Linked DNA regions of Mus musculus: region 1 is linked to region 2. Evidence: chromatin contacts called from public HiChIP or PLAC-seq data. All regions are on one chromosome and are shown on one strand. The core of a region is the stretch at or near the end of the contact, and the rest is flanking DNA. Distances in the headings are between cores, read along the strand shown. Region 1 has its middle 30 kb from the start of 4930556N13Rik. Region 2 has its middle 24 kb from the start of Mir378b.

Region 1 (4,946 bases), core at 912-3,411, 490 kb after region 2:
AAATGTATTCACTGGGTATGGTAGCAAAAACCTTTAATCCTAGCATTGTGGAGGCAGAAACAGGTGGATTTCTAGTAATTCAAGACTAGGCTCGTCAACATAGTATACATAAATAAAAGAAAAGTAAAATAATTGTCTAAATAAACATAAAGTTAAAAAGTTTATTTACTGTGCTAGATGGATTTATGTCAACTTGACAAAAGTTACGAGTCATCTGAGAGGAAGAACTTCGTTTAAGAAAATGCTTCCATGCCGGGCAAGGTGGTGCACGCCTTTAATCCCAGCACTTCGGAGGCAGAGGCAGGCAAATTTCTGAGTTCAAGGCCAGCCTGGTCTACAGAGTGAGTTCCAGGACAGCCAGGGCTACACAGAGAAACCCTGGAGAGAGAGAGAGAGAGAGTAGAGAGAGAAAGAGAAAATGCTTCCATAAGACTGAGATATAGGCAAGCCTGTAGGACATTTCCTTAATTAATGATTGATGGAGGGTGGGTTCAGCCCATTGTGGGCGGTGCCATCCCCAGGCTGGTGGTCCTGGGGTCTGTAAGAAAGCAGGCTGAGTAAGCCATGGGCAGCAAGCCAGTAAGCAGCCCTCCTCCATGGCATCCACATCAGCCCCTGTCTCCAGGTTCCTGGCCTGCTTGAGCTCCTGTCCTGATCTCTTCCAGTGATGAGCAGCCATCTGAAAGCACGAGCCAAAAAGCCCTTTGCTCCCCAGGTTGCTTCTGGCCAGGGCGTGTCACCACAGCAATGGTCACCCTAAGACAACACCCATCCATCTGTTCACTTTTGCCGGGCTGGGATCAGAGCCCAGGGCCTTTGGTGGTACACACCTGGAGTCCCAGTACTCCAGAGGTTGAGGCAGGAAGATTAAAAGTTCAAGGTCAGCCAAGGCTGCAAACACCTTCCACTGGATTTTAAAGAGATTGCTGCCAGGCATGGTGGCACACTCCAGTAGTCAGGAATCAGAAGCAGGAGGACAAGTTCACCATTCTGATCTACATAGCAAGTTCTAGCCTAGCCAGGCCTAAATAGTAGGACCATACCTACCTGTATCTACATCTACATCTCTGCCTATATCTATTATAACTATATCTATATCTATTATAGCTATAGCTATATTACAACTATATCATCTCTATTTATATATTTATATTATATCTATCTATCTCGTCTTTATCACATATATCTATCAATATCGGTTATTCAGAGAGAGAGGGACAGAGACAGAGAGACAGAGATTGCCGCCAGGCTCACTGAAAGCACCTATAATACCATCTACTCAGGAAGACTGAAGCAGGAGATTCTTTGTTTGAGAACAGTCTGGGAAATTTAGCAACAATGTCTCTTAACAACAACAACAAAAACTAACTAAAAACCACTAGGCTTGAGGCTGCTCCCACCAGCCAGCACCTGCACAGGACCTTCTCCTCGGTCCAGTGGTCTCTCCTTACCCATCACCCATCTTCTACTCCCCTTCCTTTCTCCTCCCTCCTCGCTGCCCCTCCCTACGGGATCCCTTCTTTTGTCCCTCCAGCGCAGGGGTGTTTTGCAGGCCTAAGCCCCCCTCCTAAACTCTCAAATGCTTGATAGAACAAAAGGCTAACATGGAAGGCAAGCCAGGACTGCTAATGCTGTTTGGTTTCGTTGTCTTTGGTCTCCCACACAGCAGGTCTCTAAGTAAGTGGAGTGCACCTGTCTGCAAGTGTATTTACATGCACACTTCTCCCCCCCCCCGCCCCCACCACCATGAAAAGCAGGGCCTGAGTTGAGGCTAACTCTCTTGTCCCCTCCCCTGCTTCCCTTCCTCACCCCCACCCTTCCCCTGATCTCCTTCCCTGTCCCCTCCCCTCCTCTCCCCTCCTCTGCTTCCCTTCCCACTCCCCTCCCTAAGATCATGATCCCAGTCCTGGTCCCATGGCCCTGGGAATTCCTGTCTAGCGCCCTCCTCCTCTGAAGTGTCTTACTTCCTGTCCTAAACTGTTGCTCTGAGTCCCCACGCATCCCCGTGCTTTTGCCTCGGAGGGCCTCGTTTCCTGACTAAGTAGCAAGCCAGCCAGTACAAAGGCTGAATAAACAGTCAGTAGAAATTAACTTGAATGTTCAGGGAGAAGAACAAAGACTTCCGACGTGAGCCAGGGAAGGAATCGTAATTGCCAGAGAGAGAGGGGCGGCCCTGAGCTCAGGCTGCTGGAGACTTGGGAGCGCGGATGTTGACAGTGGCGGAGACAGGCAGGCGCGCGATGCTGACTTGATAAGTGGAAGAGTGAGAATTCTAATTCAAGGAAGATGCAGATAGAGAGGAGCACGAGAACAGAGAGGAGGGGCCGCTGAGGGGTCCAGAGGCAAAAGGCAAGGTCCCCCTGCTCCCGGCGGGGTATCCTTGCCTGGGCTCCCAGCCCAGAGTAGACGTTCTCATGGGGACACCAACAGTAACCAAGTACGCATTCATGGAGACTCCAGGATAGGAGAAAGGCAGAGGCAACTGGCATTGTGTCTCCAGGGTGGAAGAAATGACGAGTCCTATGAACCCAGAGAAACAGAGAGGGCCCCACCCTAGACCATGGAAGCAGACCCATTTAAGAGACTTCTACAGAGAAGCAGCTGGCACGACCTGTCCTTACCCCACCCGGTGTAGCAGCTTACAGAGGGGTGTGAATGCTCAGAGCCATGCCCTGGAGGAAGGCGTTGCAGGGTAGCATCCTGAGGAAGAGTGCACCCTGGAGAAGGGTCCTAGGAGACAGCCTGCGATGAGAACACAGGCCTCTGTGCCTTGACGGGAAGGAAAGGGAGAAGAGGAGGCTAGATAGATGCCAGGAGACTTCCGAGGGAGGGGAGATTGGTTGGTGGTTCCAGAAATGGGATAAAGGAGAGCTTCCTGGAACATCTCCCCTGGCAGAAAGGAGGCAGCCAGCTCCCAGGACCCGTGGTTGGGGCTATCGGAGGAGTGTGAACACTCTGAACGGCAGCGTTTGCTGGAGAGAGACCATGACAGACCACCCAACCTCCAGAGACCACGAGGAGGGACAACCGGGTCCCTGCTGCCACTGGTGGCCCGCCAGAGTGGACACAGTACATGTTTGTGGCTGGAAAGCCAAGTGACGGTACAGAAGCCTGGGAAGGGTCCAAGCAGGACACCAGGCTTCCATCCTTGGGTAACTTGTGCCCCTCAATGCTAGGTAAAAGCCCCCCAGGAAGAACCAGACCTTCGAAAACCTCTGATTCTTTTAGTTGTTTGGCAAAAGACATCTCCATGCTCTGTGGCCTCTTAATTTCGTAGATGGTGAAAGGCAGAGAATTAAAGAATCAATGGGCAATTAAGGAGGTACTGGCAGGTACTGGCCAAGAGCATATTATTTATTTATTCAGCCAGCCACACTCATTTTTAAAGAGCTAACTTCCATTTTGTTTCTGACACCAAAAATAAATCAAACTAAAAACTGTATACATCATAACTGAAAAAAAAATACATATTTGCATGGTATGTCGCCCCTGTGAAGCCTCAGCTGCGACCTGCAAAAGGAATTTTTGTGTAAAAAAAAAAAAAGAGAGAGAGAGATGAATTCATTCTGCACTGGCCTTCCCTGAGGGTACAGATAGGATCGAAAAGACAAAAATAAGGTTTTAATTCACTAGTGATTTTCCCACCCCGTCTCAAGCTTCTTTTTGATTCTTAGCATCCATTTTCCTGGGTCGTCTTGGGAGGGTTGCAAGATTTCAATCCATTAACACAGTAGTAGGTTGGTGAAATTTCAGAACAGGCTGAGATGAACAGCCACAATGAGGACACAGCTGCCCTGGGGCTCCCGGCAGAGAACTCAGCCTATGATTCAGCTCCTAGCCCATGATCTGGCGCCCTAAGGGAGGGGATCTCTTTGAAGAGCCCTCTTTTCTCTCCTCTACTTCCCCGACTTGGGAGAAATCCAGTCTTGCCCCCTAGTCCATATCAGCTCTCTGATTTTGGAGCAGCTCCTTGGCACTAAATATACCTGCACCATTGACTGTCTTCCACCCTCCCTCCCCTCCTCACCCCGCCCCGCCCCCCACGCACCTCCTCATTCCCTCCCCAGCAAGCGCTTTTGGCGTACTACAGGTATCTTCCCAAGCTACCCCAAGGTTGATTCTAGGACAGTGGCTCTCAAACTTAAGTCTGCATCTAAACTACGTGGACAAAGTGCTACACGGTTCTCGGTCAGTAAGTCTCGGGTATGAGCTGGGGATTTGCATTCCTGTTAAGTTTAATACTGAGACAAGTGCTTGGAGAACCTGTTTTCTGGGATGAGGCAAAGGGAGGGGATACCCGTAGTAGCTTGTGCTGTGGTGCCATCTAGTGGACATAGACCACAATAGCAGCAGTCTGCCCTGTGGAGTGCACAAGACTTCATTCCACTCCTTTAAACACTTCAAAAACCATTCTCTTTTACGACTCTACTTCTTAAGGTGGGCCTTTTACTGTTTAAATGCTCTCTTTCCACCCTCTGAATAAGACCATTACAAACTATGCCCTGCCGAATATGGATGAAATGAAACAGGAAACTGGGTGTTTTGAAACGAAACTGCACACCCTGATTTTGATAACTGTCCCCCAGATACATCTGACCTAAGGCACAACACTGCACACATGGCAGACAGCAGGCCATCACCCAGATCACACAATAATTAGCTCTAACCCCAAACCAGGACCCAAGGATTCCATGTTGTCTCAACCCAGGGGGAAGCACACCACTTTAGAAGTAACTGGACAACCCTGAGGACGTGGCTGTTGGGGAGAACTTATCAGAGCACACTCGGAACCCTAGGTTCTCTCTCCAGCATGACCTGAACTGGATATAGTGGTCACACCTGTAATCCCAGCCTGGCAGTTGGGAGATCGAAATGGGAAGGTTGAAAGCTCAAAGTCAACCAGGGGGTGCTGACGGACAACTTTAATTCCAGCACCAGGGGAGCAG
Region 2 (5,328 bases), core at 142-2,641:
TGAGAGTCTGGTGCCTGTGGAGGTTAGAAGAGGGAGTTAGATCCCTATCCTCAGAAGCAGGAGTTACAGATGGTTATGAGCTTTGGGCTCTGGGAATCAAGCCCAAGTCCTCTGAAAGAACAAGTTCTTAGTAAATTAGTTTAAAATTAAAAAAGCTGCTTATAATGGCAAAAAAAGGTGGAAACAACTTAAAAATCCATCTATATATAATAAGGAAAGGGAATATTGTATATCCAGTGAAGTGGAATATTATGTAACAATGAAGTGAAATTTGATTCATGACCCAACAAGGATAAGCCCAGAAGAGATTACACTAAGTGAAATAATCTAGGAACTAAAGATCATGCATCATGATTCCACTGGGGTGGAATGTCTCTGACAGAGCCATTTACAGACATAGAAAATAGGTTAGTAGGTTACTAAGGCAGGGGGAGGGTGAACAGGGGTGAGTCCTGGTAGTATCTTTTGGGGGGATGGACGAAAGTATCTTAAATAGACTGTGGCGCAATGTCTTCCCACCTTGTGACTCTACTGAAAGACACTGGATTGTGCTTTTTCATACAAAAATGGGCGAACCATATGGTGTTTGGGTTATATTCTAATCACGTTGTTAACCAAGGGATAAAACTGGATTTGCGGAGTTCACCACTGTTCACTCTTTCATCATCTCTAAATCTCTGTACAATCCCAACCTAGTGAGATTTATTTGGGAAGAAGCAAACCAAATTTAGTTAAATTCAACGTGTTTTCGATGAGAGCCTGCCCTCTGCCAGGCTCTGGGATGAGAGCATGGCAGGTTCAGAAACTGGAGACACCTGACATCTTTGTCTTCCAGAGGGGACAGTGCTGTGGCAAAGGTGACACAGCTTGGGGAGCTCAGCAAGGGGGATGCTCACATCTTCCCTAGGTTGCTTAGGTTTCCCCAGAGGCAGCGCTTAGACTTGAGCCACAGGCAAGAGCCTGAGGTTGCACAGGCGTGGGTGTGAAGAAGCTGCTGCTGGCAGTAGGTGTAGCCTGAGCCTCTGGACTAGGGTTTAGGAGAGAGCAAACAGTTCTCTGTAAAGTGTGCCCTGGGCACACTATGGAAGTAAAGGAGGTTCTGAGTGGGCACAATCCACCTTAAAAATAAGGACCATGGCAACAGAAGGTCACTAGAAGCTTCTAGAATAGGAAGAGAAGAAAGGAATTAGGAGGTAATTGACTATAGTGCTCCCACTGGAGGAGAGCAGGTGGCTAGTCCTGGCATTCTCTGCCCCTCTGAAGTTAAATGGCCCGAACCTGCCCCCTGCCGAGTGTCCCACACTAAAGGCTCCTCTGTCACTATAGATCACTCCACAGAATTCAGTCTCAGCCAGCTCAGTCCCCTGGAGTGTGGCTGTCACTTGATTCCCCTGGTGGCCGGCTGCCTTGAGTGCTCCTGTGGAGGGAGCAGGGTTCCAGGGACAGCTCTGTGTGAAGCTTACATACCTCGGCTCCAAATGGCTTGCCAGCCTCCTCCCTCTGCAGAATGGCAGGCTCAGGAGCTGGAAGCTGGCTCACCAAGTTGGTTCACCTTGAAGGCTCCTGGGAGGAGGGGGATGGAGAATACAAAAGGCCCCTTTGATTCTTTGAAAGAGGGCTGGGGAGGAAGGCAGAAGACCAAGGCAAGCAGTTTGTATCTTGGAGACAGCTCAGTGGAGGACTTCAGGACTTTTTTTTCCCACCTATCAAAGCCTGTGGGATCTTTAGAAAACTTCCCCAGCTCAGCTACCCTGGTGCTGCAGACCCAGGCCCTCATGGAGGTCAGGCAACCACACCACCGATCAACACCCCACTCCATGAAGGACTTCCCAGAAGCAGTGGTAGGGAAGACAAGGCACCTGGCTTTCAGCCCAAGAGCCGAAGGTTTCTGAAGCTTTGTGACTGATGCACGGGACAAAGTGGAACAGGCTTGAAATCTCTTCCAACCTCAGGGAACCAAGAGAGGGGCTCAGGGATTCTGATCAGCGCTCTGCGGCCTGAAAACCGCATAGATGTGTCGCCTCAGTGATGGTCTGAGTTCTGTCTCCAGATAGGTCCCTCAGGGGAATTAGATTTACCTTGATCAACCCTTTAGCCCCTCAGTCTTTTAGACACCTCTTCCTTCATCAGACATTTTGTCACAACGTGGCTTAGAGACCCTTTCACTATGAGCATCACCTGTACCCTTGAAGGGATACCAGAGCTGGTTTCCTGGAAGTAGCTCCTTCATTAGCAAGTTTGCTCACCCAAGACGTTGCTTTCTTTCTTCCTTTTTTAAAAAATTCATTTTATTATTTTGTGAGTATGAATGTTTTGCCTGCAAATATGCATGTCTGTGTACCATATGCATTCCTGGAACCTGAGGTCAGAAAAGGGTATCAGATCCCCTGTAACTATAGTTACAGATGGTTGGGAGTTGCCATGTAGGTGCTGGGAATTGAACCCAAGTCCTCTGCAAGAGCAACAAGTGCTCTTAACCACTGAGCCATCTCTCCTGCCCCAGAAATTGCTGCTTCCCCTTCTTCCTTTCTCTTCTTCTTCTTCTTCTTCTTCTTCTTCTTCTTCTTCTTCTTCTTCTTCTTCTTCTTCTTCTTCTTCTTCTTCTTCTTCTTCTTCTTCTTCTTCTTCTTCTTCTTCTTCTTCTTCTTCTCCTCCTCCTCCTCTTCCTCCTCCTCCTCCTCCTCCTCCTCCTCCTCTTCCTTCCTGTTTTTTTTTTTTTTTTTTTTTGGTTTTTCAAGACAGTGTTTCTCTGTGTAGCCCTGGCTGTCCTGGAACTCACTCTGTAGACCAGGCTGGCCTCGAACTCAGAAATCTGCCTGCCTCTGCCTCCTAAGTGCTGGGACTAAAGGCGTGAGCCACCACTGCCCGGCTTCTAACTCATTTTCTGCTCCTCCTCCTCCCCAGCCCCACCCAGGTCCCAGGGCTTAGTTTTGAGCCAGGTTAGGAGCCCTAAGCTAAGCTCTACGTTGGCTTGTCGCTCTTTCTTCAGCAGAGGATGTGCGTTGCTGGCCCACCTCCATCTATTGTGAGAAAGCCAAACTGAACAGGCAGACAGGAGCTGTGCAGTTCCACAGAAATCTCCCAAGGCCATTACATTGGTTTCGCTGGATGCACGGTGCTGAAAACTTTCATTATAAAAAGCAAGTTTCTATTGAACATGTTCTTGGCAGATTGGACATTTGGATAATGGAGCATATGGAATGTTGGCACGCTGCCACATGAGTCGACAGACCAATCCTATGGGAGGAGGCAGCCTGGAGTTTCTGAGCTGAGTGGAGCAGGGGCATTGCCATCCTGAGACCCCTGGACTCTGGTGCATCTCTAATCGTGGGATGCCTTGTAAGGAAAGTGAGCTTAAACACCACGCTCATATACACTAAACATATCACACGTCTAACATCACCTGGGGGCAGCCGTGTTACTGTTGACCCCCACCCCATGGAGTTATGGCTCCCAAGGTGCACTGGGGCTCAAGCAGAAAGGTGGGTGGATGGTTCCAACCTAAGGGTCTGTTGTGTGCTTCAGGAAGCATGGGGGGGGGCAGTGCAGGTTTTGGCAGGGAGGTAGGTCAGCAGATGGGGGCATCCACGTTGTCGTGTTCATGGTGGTTTGTGTTATAGATGCTGGGGTCCAGGGAGCCTTGTTGTTGGCGAGAGGCATAGGTCGTGAGGCTGGATCAGCAGACAGGTACTGAATGAGCCCACGTTTCTCAACTCTACAAGACGTAACACTTCTTTACATAAAGGCATTTAATGTTCTCTTTACTAGCCTCAAAGAAAATTCACACGTCATTGATGGACACATCATATTAGTTGATCCTTTTCCCATTGTAACTGAGTACTTGGTAAGAAGCTTGTGGGGTCTGAGGGGATGGCGTGGCTGGTAATAGTGCTTGCTGCTCTTGCAAAAGACCCAAGTTTAGTTTCCTGCACCCACAGCTCACAACCACACTCAGTTTATGCAGTGCTGGGGCTCAAACCCAGGGCGCTGTAAATGACAGCCAAGTGCTCTCCCTGCTCCTACCAACTGAATTACACCCCAGGTCCTGGGCTCACTGAGGGTACAACCCACGATTGCAGGGAAGGCTTGGTGGTCAGAGTGGTATGTGGCTGTGCTGGTGGGAGGTGGGTGAGATTGCTTGGTTGTCTAGGAACCACAGATTGGGCAGAGGGCAAGCTTAGGCTATAAAACCTCAAAGCCCGCTTCCTTCAGCGAGGCTCCGTCTCCTAAAGGTTCCACAATGTCCCAGACGGTGCCATCAGCCAGGGACCAAGAAGCTTAACATGTAACTTATGGGGACACTTCACAGTCAAGCCATAAGGCATACATTTTCAAAAATCTTTTGTCCAGGTACACTAATGCAAAGCACATAATATGAATAAGAAATAGAAAGCAATTATAACAAAATAATGTGTTTTGTTATGTACACATTTGGATGTGTAAGTATTTGGGCAGAGTCTGCCTTATACTAGTCAGTTTTTCTGTCATGGTGACAAAATGCATTTCATTTCAGGAAAAATGAAAGCCAGCAAGATTTATTTTGGCTCTGGGTTTCAGGTTTTTTCAGCCCACGGTTGGCTGGGTTTTTTTTGAGGCTTTGGTGGAAGGGAAGCCAGCCAAAAATGGTGGGAAGCCATTTTGGTCACCACATAGTCACCAGAAAGCCCAGAGAGGTGGTGCAGTCTCATGGGGCAGAATGCACACTCTGACAGCTGTGGTGCATGGATGGAGACAGGGGAGGACCATTGCTAGCCACTGTGTCACCAGAGAAGGCATCTCTGTGAGGACACAGGGGACAGACCACTACCTGCCGCAGAGCCTGAGACAACTGTCGAATCACACAGACCACTGACGGGTTGGGTTAAGGGGCAGGAAAGGATAGAATTTGGGTTCTGAGAAAAAAATAATTAAATTTGGTCTGCTGTTCCAGAGAGTCAGTCACACCACCGAATGGATAATGGTGTCCTCCCTTCTCTCCCTAGGTTCCTGTATCAGCTGTGTGACAACCCAATCCTGTCTTCCATCCCCAGCTGGAAGGCGCAGCCTTGCTTGCCAACCTTTTTCTCCTGAGGAGGGAAGGGGCCCGCACACCCCGGCGGCGGCAAACACAGCTGCTCGGCACTCAGACTCAGGGAGTGAGGGCAGAGGTGCTGGCCTAGCTCCAGCTGGCTCTGATTCCGAGAATCACTTCTGGAGGACTTGGAGTGTGCCAGTCCCTCAGCGGACCTTCCCCTGACAGCTCCATCTTCTCATTCCTGACTCCCTATCCCCATGTATACATCCGGGTGACTCAGAGGTACCATGAAAGGCGATGGAAATCTTTCATGA

What was found. HiChIP or PLAC-seq counts read pairs in DNA pulled down with a chosen protein or histone mark.
Region 1: an H3K4me3 HiChIP or PLAC-seq map of embryonic stem cells shows a contact between it and region 2, with 19 read pairs. The contact joins two enhancer-like sites. A contact is called at or near these places in 2 of 15 datasets of contacts at CTCF or cohesin (the NIH/3T3 cell line and large pre-B cells), 3 of 484 Hi-C or Micro-C datasets (bone marrow-derived macrophages, embryonic stem cells and pre-pro-B cells) and 10 of 115 datasets of contacts at active chromatin or transcription factors (differentiating embryonic stem cells, embryonic basal ganglia, embryonic forebrain and 5 more).

Annotation. Positions count from the first base shown.
Region 1 is chr11:88,818,915-88,823,860 of GRCm38.p6, forward strand. No RefSeq gene overlaps it. Among named protein-coding and RNA genes, the nearest start is that of 4930556N13Rik, 30 kb to the right of the region's middle. Within about 2 kb of position 2,162, at least 54 of the 459 cell types and tissues checked have an H3K27ac peak or open chromatin away from gene starts, as enhancers often do.
Region 2 is chr11:88,325,865-88,331,192 of GRCm38.p6, forward strand. No RefSeq gene overlaps it. Among named protein-coding and RNA genes, the nearest start is that of Mir378b, 24 kb to the right of the region's middle. Within about 2 kb of position 1,392, at least 7 of the 459 cell types and tissues checked have an H3K27ac peak or open chromatin away from gene starts, as enhancers often do.